Linked DNA regions of Mus musculus: regions 1 and 2 are each linked to region 3. A link is a contact called in public Hi-C and HiChIP or PLAC-seq data. All regions are on one chromosome and are shown on one strand. The core of a region is the stretch at or near the end of the contact, and the rest is flanking DNA. Distances in the headings are between cores, read along the strand shown.

Evidence for each region. A called contact is a pair of places that touch in the nucleus more often than the background predicts. HiChIP or PLAC-seq counts read pairs in DNA pulled down with a chosen protein or histone mark.
Region 1: a contact with region 3 is called in an H3K4me3 HiChIP or PLAC-seq map of embryonic basal ganglia, with 6 times the contacts expected there. The contact joins two enhancer-like sites. A contact is called at or near these places in 1 of 15 datasets of contacts at CTCF or cohesin (the NIH/3T3 cell line), 1 of 115 datasets of contacts at active chromatin or transcription factors (embryonic basal ganglia) and 1 of 9 other capture datasets (embryonic stem cells).
Region 2: a Hi-C map of the G1E-ER4 cell line shows a contact between it and region 3, with 5 times the contacts expected there. The contact joins two enhancer-like sites. A contact is called at or near these places in 3 of 484 Hi-C or Micro-C datasets (the G1E-ER4 cell line and adipose-derived mesenchymal stem cells) and 1 of 115 datasets of contacts at active chromatin or transcription factors (acute myeloid leukemia).

Annotation. Positions count from the first base shown.
Region 1 is chr1:69,727,752-69,730,659 of GRCm38.p6, forward strand. No RefSeq gene overlaps it. Among named protein-coding and RNA genes, the nearest start is that of Ikzf2, 43 kb to the left of the region's middle. Within about 2 kb of position 1,495, at least 45 of the 459 cell types and tissues checked have an H3K27ac peak or open chromatin away from gene starts, as enhancers often do. A contact at or near this core is called in embryonic basal ganglia, where this site is marked.
Region 2 is chr1:69,497,711-69,500,657 of GRCm38.p6, forward strand. No RefSeq gene overlaps it. Among named protein-coding and RNA genes, the nearest start is that of Gm28497, 68 kb to the left of the region's middle. Within about 2 kb of position 1,396, at least 36 of the 459 cell types and tissues checked have an H3K27ac peak or open chromatin away from gene starts, as enhancers often do. A contact at or near this core is called in the G1E-ER4 cell line, where this site is marked.
Region 3 is chr1:69,240,706-69,243,830 of GRCm38.p6, forward strand. No RefSeq gene overlaps it. Among named protein-coding and RNA genes, the nearest start is that of Erbb4, 130 kb to the left of the region's middle. Within about 2 kb of position 1,301, at least 95 of the 459 cell types and tissues checked have an H3K27ac peak or open chromatin away from gene starts, as enhancers often do. A contact at or near this core is called in the G1E-ER4 cell line and embryonic basal ganglia, where this site is marked.

The sequences.
Region 1 (2,908 bases), core at 245-2,744, 490 kb after region 3:
TCATAATATGATGAAGAGGAATAATTACAGAATTTTGACGGTACAGGACAGTTGCTCTTCCATTCAAATGAAAGAGGAGCTCAGATCATATTAAAGCACTGACTATGGCAAGAAAAGTGTGACAAAGTGTGGGGCTGGGTCAGGTGGCACACAGGGAAAAGTTATGCTGTCTTTGGGGATTGGTTTTTAAACACGAATCTCAAATGTCATAGCGATTCCTCCCCAATGTAGTGGTGCTTAGGACCCAAATAAAAGACGATGTCATCTTTAGAGAAAATATTAGTCTCTGGGAAATAGGAGACGTCGGATGAGTGGCAGTTGCTGTCTGAGAAAGAAGAGTGGGTGAGGCAGATAGGCCCTGAGAAATGGCCTTGCCTTTAGGCCTCTTTTCCAAGCGGTTCAGCTGCATTCCAAGGCCCTGCTGGCATCTCTGGAATGTGGCGCCCAGGCTCTCTGTTGTTTTCTGTGAGCCAGGTGAAGGAAGGGAATCTTCCTAGGGGAGATCTTAACTTTGGCAGTGTGTGTAGACCAGAGAAGGTAGTAAAGAGTTTTTGTCACAGGACAAAGAGTAAGTAAAAATGGCCAACAACAACACAGTGGAGACAACAGAAGGTAAGAAGAAGAGTGATATGTTGGCCTTCTGAAGTCAGTTAACCTACTTCCCAGATCTCTACATGTGTAATGCTGGGCAAATTTCTTAATCTATTCGTGCCTCAGGTTCCTTATCTCCAAAATAGGGATGACAGTCCATGCAGGAGCATCAATTGATAACATGTCGTTTATGTGCAAAAGACTTATGACAACATCGAACAGACCTTATTCTGTAAGTGCTGATGGCACTTATTAATGTACTTTAATGTATTTAGCCTAAATTATTAAATCAAACATGTCTATTATTAAATCTAAATAAAAACAGGACTAAACTCATTTATCTACAGACAAATCCTTAAATTGGGTCACAAGGCAGTCTGTAAGGTAAGTAAAAGACACTCAGAAATAAACGACAGGAAAAATTCACAGCGGAGGACAACAGTGCAAGAAAAACTAATTGCTGTTGTCCAGTCACAATCGCTGTTTGCGGTAGTGTCCCAGACAAAGGTGTAAATCACTTCATCATCTGCCTAGCTCATCCTTGGCTTCAGCTAACCTTTGCAAGCATGGAGCACTGACCAGAATCAACACGGTGGCCTCTGCTCAGTGTCATGGGTGAAAAGGCTTTGGAGGAGAGTCAGATGCAATTTTTGTATGTGGACAATGAAACAGGAGCCTGAAGAGGAGAGTGGTACTTGAGTAAGCGGGTAGCTTCTTGTAACCTTAATAGAGGACAGCAAAAAAAGGGACACAGGGGTCCATGCTCACTACAGAGTGCCAGATGGGAAATAGATAGGGAAATGAGTCTTTAATGCAGGAAACCGCCTGGCTCCTGGTCCCTCCTCTGAGAGCACTGGCTGACAGCAATAGTCTTCTCTAGGGATGTTATCCTGAAGTCTGAATTAGCTGGGGATTCTTGGTACCCTGTCTTCTCTGGGACACCTTCCATTACAAGTCTCTCCACACCCACCCGCTATGTGTGATGAGAGATCCTTTTATAAATCCACCCTTTTACCTGCCTTTGGAATGCAGTACAGGGGAAGAGGCTGTTGAAAAAATAAGCAAAGGCAGATTAAGGGAAAGGGGTTCTTTACTGTGAGTTCAAAATGATGTTTCCCTCCAGGGCCCTGAGGCTTAAGGCTTTATTTCTAGAAGAATGGGGAGGGGAGGAGCTAGTCCCATTTGTTGCTAAGCGACTAAAGCTTACCCAGGTCACGTTTGCTGCTATTGAGAAACAGTGACAAGGTGGATGTTGGGAAGCAGGGAGAAACCTCTCATTTCAAGATTTCTGGTTCTGCATTTAAGCCATAGAATTCTCAGGAACAAAACAGCCAGGAAACCCATCAAAGTTCTTTAAGGATGACAGGTTTTTTACTTAAAAAAATAATTAAATAAAAAAAATAAAAACCAAACCAAAACAAAAAACCCAAGACCAATCTGAGGAGAGAGGTTAAGTTTCAGACTCAAACTAACACAGCAGGGCATCTTGCCCCTCCCCCCTTCCAAGGAGGAGCCCAGCCCCACTACAAAGGGTGCTAAGAATACATTTAACAAAAACATATATAGAATCTGTGTGAGGATAAAACAGGAAGCCAACTGATGAAGGACAGGAAGGAGTATGAGACTGAGTGGAGAGAGACTGGATGTTCTTGCTATGACAACGAATTCTATAAGGACTTTTGAGTTCTCTACAAATCCACTGGCAAGCATAGTACACAAATTCCACTGGCTTTGTCATGAGAACTTAAGTTGGTTGTTGTTGTTTGGGTTTTTTTGTTTTGTTTTGTTTTGTTTTGTTTTGTTTTTGTTTTTTCTATTTGGAAGGCTAGATGTTTAGAAATTTCCAGAAACTTTCTGGGAAACAAGTAATGGTAATTCAATTTGCCTACGATGTGAGAGATTGTTTGATTAAGGTGTAACTATAGAAATTGTCCTGGTCTCTGTGCTTCTGATCTCAGAATAAACAGGCAAAAAATAGAAGAGCCCTTCAATAGAAGAGCCCCAGAAATAAACCCAAGTGTAAAATCCGTGGGAATTTTTCAAGTAGGTGGATTGGATTTTTTGTCCACTAGAATTTGCAAATAAATAAATAAATAAATAAATAAATAAATAAATAAATAAATAAATGAAAATCGAATTCTAATTTGAAACTTAAAATAAAAGACTTGAGTAGAAAATAATGAAATTATGAAGTAGCAAGACAATTTAGGTCTTGATAATTTAGCATCATGATCCTGAGGTGAAGAAGTATATTATTCTGTTAAAACTAACGCCACAAAAATTGAATATTCAATGAGCAGGAATCTATTCTCACTTC
Region 2 (2,947 bases), core at 146-2,645, 260 kb after region 3:
TTCAGAAAAGATTTACACGGGCGTGGGGATAGAAACTAGTTAGTGTTTAGATAAAGATCCCTGTAAAGAAGTAGGTTTCGTATGTGAATGTTGAGGCTGGTAGCTAAGGCCAAAGACAAGAGCCCCGCTAAGGACTGTCAACACAGCGTGGAGGAACGAGGTGTGGCAATCACAGTAAAGCCTGGCATTGTTGGGGACTGTGATGCTGGAGCTCACATACCTTTTATTTCCTAGAAACAGGAAAATCAGATGCTAGGGAAGGAAAAGCTGATTCCAATCAACCCTAAATCAAACGATGTGTTCTCTTCTTTCTTCCTAGCCCTGCATCTCTGAAAGTGGATTTTAAAAATGACCTTTTTTTTAAAATCTTTTTTGTTGTTGTTGTTTTCGAGACAGAGTTTCTCTGTGTAGCCCTGGCTGTCCTGGAACTCACTCTGTAGACCAGGCTGCCCTCGAACTCAGAGATCCACCTGCCTCTGCCTCCCAAGTGCTGGGATTAAAGGCCTGTGCCACACTGACAGTGTTAAACAGCTGTAGGAATTTCTTCAAAAAGTGACTCTGATCATATTTCTGTAGAGGAAAAGAAAAGAATGTGCATATGGATATTGTGCTAAGATAATGAAGCAATGGTGTGTCTTAGCAGTCTTCAAGAGATGCTTTATAGAATTTGGCTACATAATCTCCTTTAGTGACAACTAGACTAAAATTTCAACTGTAGAGGTATATTTCTATTTCAAAAATTTCCAAGTAGGTGTTCCGAGTTCCAGCAATAATTGATACTTTTTTTTGGGGGGGGGATCTTCACCAGTTGCTGAGTTACTGAATTTTCCTGAAATTGTAAGGTAATGTAAGGAATGTAAAATTAATCTAATCTAAGTTAGCTTCATAGCATGGGTTCTAGCCTACCTCTCCATCACTTCATATACTAAAACTGTCAGAACTTCAGGGTTGGAATTTGTCATTGCATGAATTTCTGTCATGTCTCCAATGTAATCTTTCCAATTTTAGACACAGAAGAGATGTCCTACAAACATCTAATCATTTTAATAAGAAAATGTGTTTTCAGTCTCTTTCCTAACCACCTCTTAATTAGTTATGTTTGCTAAAACACAAGATGAGGGGATACTTTAGCATCTGTCAATTAAAGCACAGAACAATTAAACATTGAGTTTAACAGGGCAGGAGGCTGCTGGGAGCGGCCAATGGGAGCAAGTGATTAATTCTGAAATAATGAAAGCACGAAGCAGCAGTCGTCAGTTTCAGGCTTGCAAGGAAATGATGACTGTGAAATTTGTGACACTTGACTTAAAAATCAATGCTCTTGGAAGGTGATATAATAGCTGTAAGCCAGTGGGTGGGTGTGTGTGCAGGGGGAATCAACGTTGACATAGTGAAACTGCTTAGAAACGAGTGGGCAGGGTAATGGCTATGCTGAAGAGCAGCTAATGGAACTAATGAGGCATATCGTGATGGAGGCAAAGAGCTCCTGTCTTCTGAAGCAACTCCGTTCATTTAGCTGACTAATTTGCTTACTCATCTTTTCTTAATCTCTTAGGGAGCCCTTGGTGGTCTGCTACTCTATAATACTTCTCAGAATTGGCCACATAATATTGAGTAGACCAGCACAGTTAGAGGAAGTTTAAAAAGAAGACCTTCATTTCCTCTAATAAAGGGATGATCGCCCAATACCAAAACAAGCCCTGAAGTCATTCTCTCAGAGAGAAAATGAAAGTTCAAGGTGCCCCGCTATTATTTTTTCCAGAGATATCAGGGAAATGGTTTGCACTTGGAGACAAGAGAGTTTCTGTATTTGAAATCTAAAAAGTCTGTGCCTTTGCTGTATTTTCATATGTAAGTCATTCCTAAATCTTGTTGGGCGTGTAAGGACACCTGTCAATGGTTTCCTTTACAGTCTTTTGACTTATAAAAAATAGGACACAAGACAGCCTCCAAAGATCTTCAGACCATGCCAAGCCAGCTCCTTAAAGCTGCACTAGAGCTTGTTCTTGGAAAGCTGGCTTAACTCGGCTGTATAAAAGGTACCTCTTTTAGTGAGTTAAAAGGTTCCAAAAGATAGAGGGTGTTTTTAATCTTGACTTAAACTGACAACTTATCCTACTTAAGCAAGTAAATGTGAATTTCCTCCCACAGCTCTGTGATCATTAGATCATAATTAGGGTACTAAATATGGAATCGCCCAGTAGATAAGTGGAAACATCATAGTACCAAAACCGAGAGAGAATGGTTTTGTTACTCCGTAGGAGCCAGTCAGCAGCAAATTGTTCAGATTTCGAAGAAGATGCTATAGGTAGTTAGTATATATTCAGGAGCTGGGAAGAAAAGAAAAGATGAAGATATGAACAAACTTTAACATACCGGGTGAAGAAGAAAAAAAATCAAAAATATTTCTTAATACAAAGAATATTTATGATTCTAAGAAAATGTTCACAAAATATCTTGAAGTAGGCCTCTCATACAAATTTTCACATGTGGATAATTTCTGCAGGGAAGTACTCTGTAATGCTAGGAGAACTGGGAGCCACAGTTCATCAGAAAGTCATGTAAGTGAGTCAAAACATCACGTGAAGAAGAAAACCCAGGAAGAAGGCTTTGTGATGTCCAAAGCCCACACTTTCCCCTGAGGATGAAGAATTGTGGTATGGTCAGACACCAGGAGTGATATGGAGATTAAAAAAAAAAAGACTTCCCACTCATGAAGAATCAATGTGCTTGCCTTCTCCTTTAAAACATTCTCAAAATGAGGATATTCACCTATTCAGTTTGCTTGTATCCTTTCTGGTGCACCTGCCATTCTGTTTGTAGTTTGTTTCTAGATATGCCCCTTCCACCCTTAAATGCATCTTATCTGATAGCAGTCTGGAGCAGGTCTGGACATGTTACGTGTTTTCTGTTTGTTTCTGAGCCCCACCCAATGTGTACGTTTTCC
Region 3 (3,125 bases), core at 51-2,550:
ATATCGGTTTCAACAGGAGATCCCATCTCAGGGGAATAAGGCAAATACCTGAGATCTTTCTCTGCGCTTCCGTGGCACATACCGTCACACCACACACACACACATACCATATACATACACATGTGTTTGTGTGAACAAATGTACACACAATTCTCCTTTATATTTGATTGGTATATACTCTGATCTAATATTATCATTTTAAATGGAAATAAACATGTTTCTAATCTTGAACTTGAATATGTAATTCTTTAAACACTATAAATATTTCACTCTGACAAAGATGGAACAAAATTTACAAAAAAAAAACTGGATTAGATGACATTTTATCTGAAAATGTCAGCAACTGTGTGAAGCTTCACCTGAACTTCATATGTCTCTGTCATGAGCAGTACATGACACCCTAACATATGTATCCATTACCTTTTTAAATGAATATTAAAATAAAAATGATAAAGCTATGGATACTGCCCACAATTATATACTGTCTCCTGAGCATAAGACAGTATGCATAATTTATATAATAAATTACATTGTCTTAAATTATTCCTTTCACAGATAAAGTTGAGTGGTAGAAAGATTAATTATCCTATTTTAAAAATAAAAGTAACATAAATGACCAGAATAGAATTAAGATGCAAATATATAATTATTACTATTTTAATGACAGAGAATATGTAAGTCATCAAAATATGACACCATGTAAGTCTCTCTCTCTCTCTCTCTCTCTCTCTCTCTCTCTGTGTGTTTGTCTGTGTGTCTGTGTGTCTGTGTGTCTGTGTGTCTGTGTGTCTGTGTGTGTGTGTGTGTTTGTCTGTGTGTGTGTGTGTGTGTGTGTGTGTGTGTGTGTGTGTGTTTGGAGAATGGACCAGTGAGATGGCTCAGCAGTTGAAGGCACTTGTCACCAAACCTCAGTTTGTTCCCCAGGCCCCACATGGTAGAAGAAAAGGACTTACTGTGATAAGTTTTTCTCTATGGTCCATATTTGAGCTGTGGCTTACACACATGCCCTTACACACATACACAATAAACAGATAAATGGATAATAAATAATTAAATAAACATGATTTAATTTTTGAAAAGAAACAGACTTATGTGGGCAATGTGAAAATATTTAGATATTCCTTTCATTTAATTCTTTTAAACAAAGTAAAATCTTGAAAAACAGTTTGGTGTTCCCAGCAGACATGCAAAGACATCTCTGTCCACAAGGTGGCGGAAGCGCGCCGTGCACACTCTTGATCTTTTATTCCTTAATCCTTTTCATTCTGTGGTCATCTCCTTTTCTGTCATAAAGACCTCCCACTTCAAAGAGCCATTTTAGGCGGAGCTGGCTGGTCCAGAAGCCGTGCACATTCCACACAGAGCACAATGGCGAGTAGAAAAGTCTCAACAAATAACATTTCCAACCTGTTCACCAGCCCCTTCCGAGGAGCAGCCGTTACTCATCTCGACTGTGCCGGTCTGGACTTTCTGAGTCACAGTGTGGAGGATAATTCTGCATTTCTAGTTTTAAGACACGTTTTGAAGAATATACTTAGAAAATCCTTCACCTCGGTCCCAGGAGATGGCCACAGCTTTTTCCTGACAGTGAGTGTAGGTCAGAGGGGCTGAGTTTTGAGATGGGAGGGACCAGAAGAAAACCACTTTTCTTCACAACCCCCCCCAAAAGAATAGAAGACCCCAAAACATTTAATAATCACTGTTAGAGAGTTAATCTTTCACCTAAAATGTTAACCTGTGCCCTGGCTCTTTGACATCACACACCCCAGCTACTCCTACTAACACTAAGTTTCCAGTACCTCTATTCACAAGCTGTGTCAGTCACCTTAGGCAAGTTACCTCCACTCCTTATCTCTGTTTTCTACTTATACAAAACAGAGAAAATAGCAGAAGCCATCTCAGGAAATAACATAATTGAAATAATTCACATAAACACACCCCCACACACAAACACACACATACCCTCCTAGCACATCAGCACACAGTGTGGCTCTAACACATTTGTCTAGGGATCCTATATCCTATGCCTGGGAAAGGGTGGTGAAGGAGGAGCTGAGGCTGAGGCCGTGGAGAATTTAAGCAAATCTAGTATACCAGTGTTGTTCATTGGTGATGCCTAGTGAGATTTTTCTCGGAGGGTTATAGCGTTCAAGTGTGACACAGCTAAGTCACCTTTGAACTTCAGTGTTGAAATCTGGGGTTATCTCATTCAGGAAGAATGGCTTCTCTCTAGACAACAACTTGGACCCTAAGCTCCCGGGTCTCTGAATTCTATGGGTACTTAGTGCCTGTCTATCTGTGCAGGTTCTACATATATCGGTGGTTTAAGACTTGGTATCTTCAAATCCCCTCAAGTGCCAAAATCAACATGCAACCTCGCCATGAATGGATAGCCAACCTGTCCTCCTGCCTGTCAGCATCAAGGTCTCGCAGAGTGTGGTGAGATTCACCTAATACATGCTATGAACTCATCTTCCTAGGAAGTGAGGTATAATTTCAAGAGCTATAAAAACTTGGAAATTGGATTTCAGGCTTCGTTATTCCACTCAATAAGAACAAGTTTTTTTTAAGTATGAAGGAAAAATACTTCATTTGTATGTCTTTGTAAGCTATTTGACATAATTAAGCTAACAAAATAAGCATGATGAACACACATATGTCATACCCAAGTTCCTGATTTTTAAGAAAAGGATTCCCTAATATGAAGCTCTTTCTTATACAATAGTTTTTCTAATTATACAAGCACAGTGGTAAAATAAATCTGCCAATATTAGACAGGGTGGTAAAATATAATTCTGAGACTAATCTGGCTGCATGGGACTGGGTCATTGCATATGCCCATGCTGGAGATGGGTGCAAGTTTTGTTAACCGGAAAGAATGAAAAACATCACACATGGAGTTCCCAGGGCATGGTGTGTATTGTCATAGTTTTTAAAGTTCTCATTTTAATTGGACAGTGAATACAAGTTGACATAATTCATATAAGTAAAAAGTCTTTGGGGATTGAATGTTTTTTTTATACATAATAAAAATGTTCCCAAGACCAAGCTATCTCAACTTTTGAGTATAGCACTCATGACTTTGCTTCCTCGGGCCACAAGCAAAATATTTAGCAAACCATGTT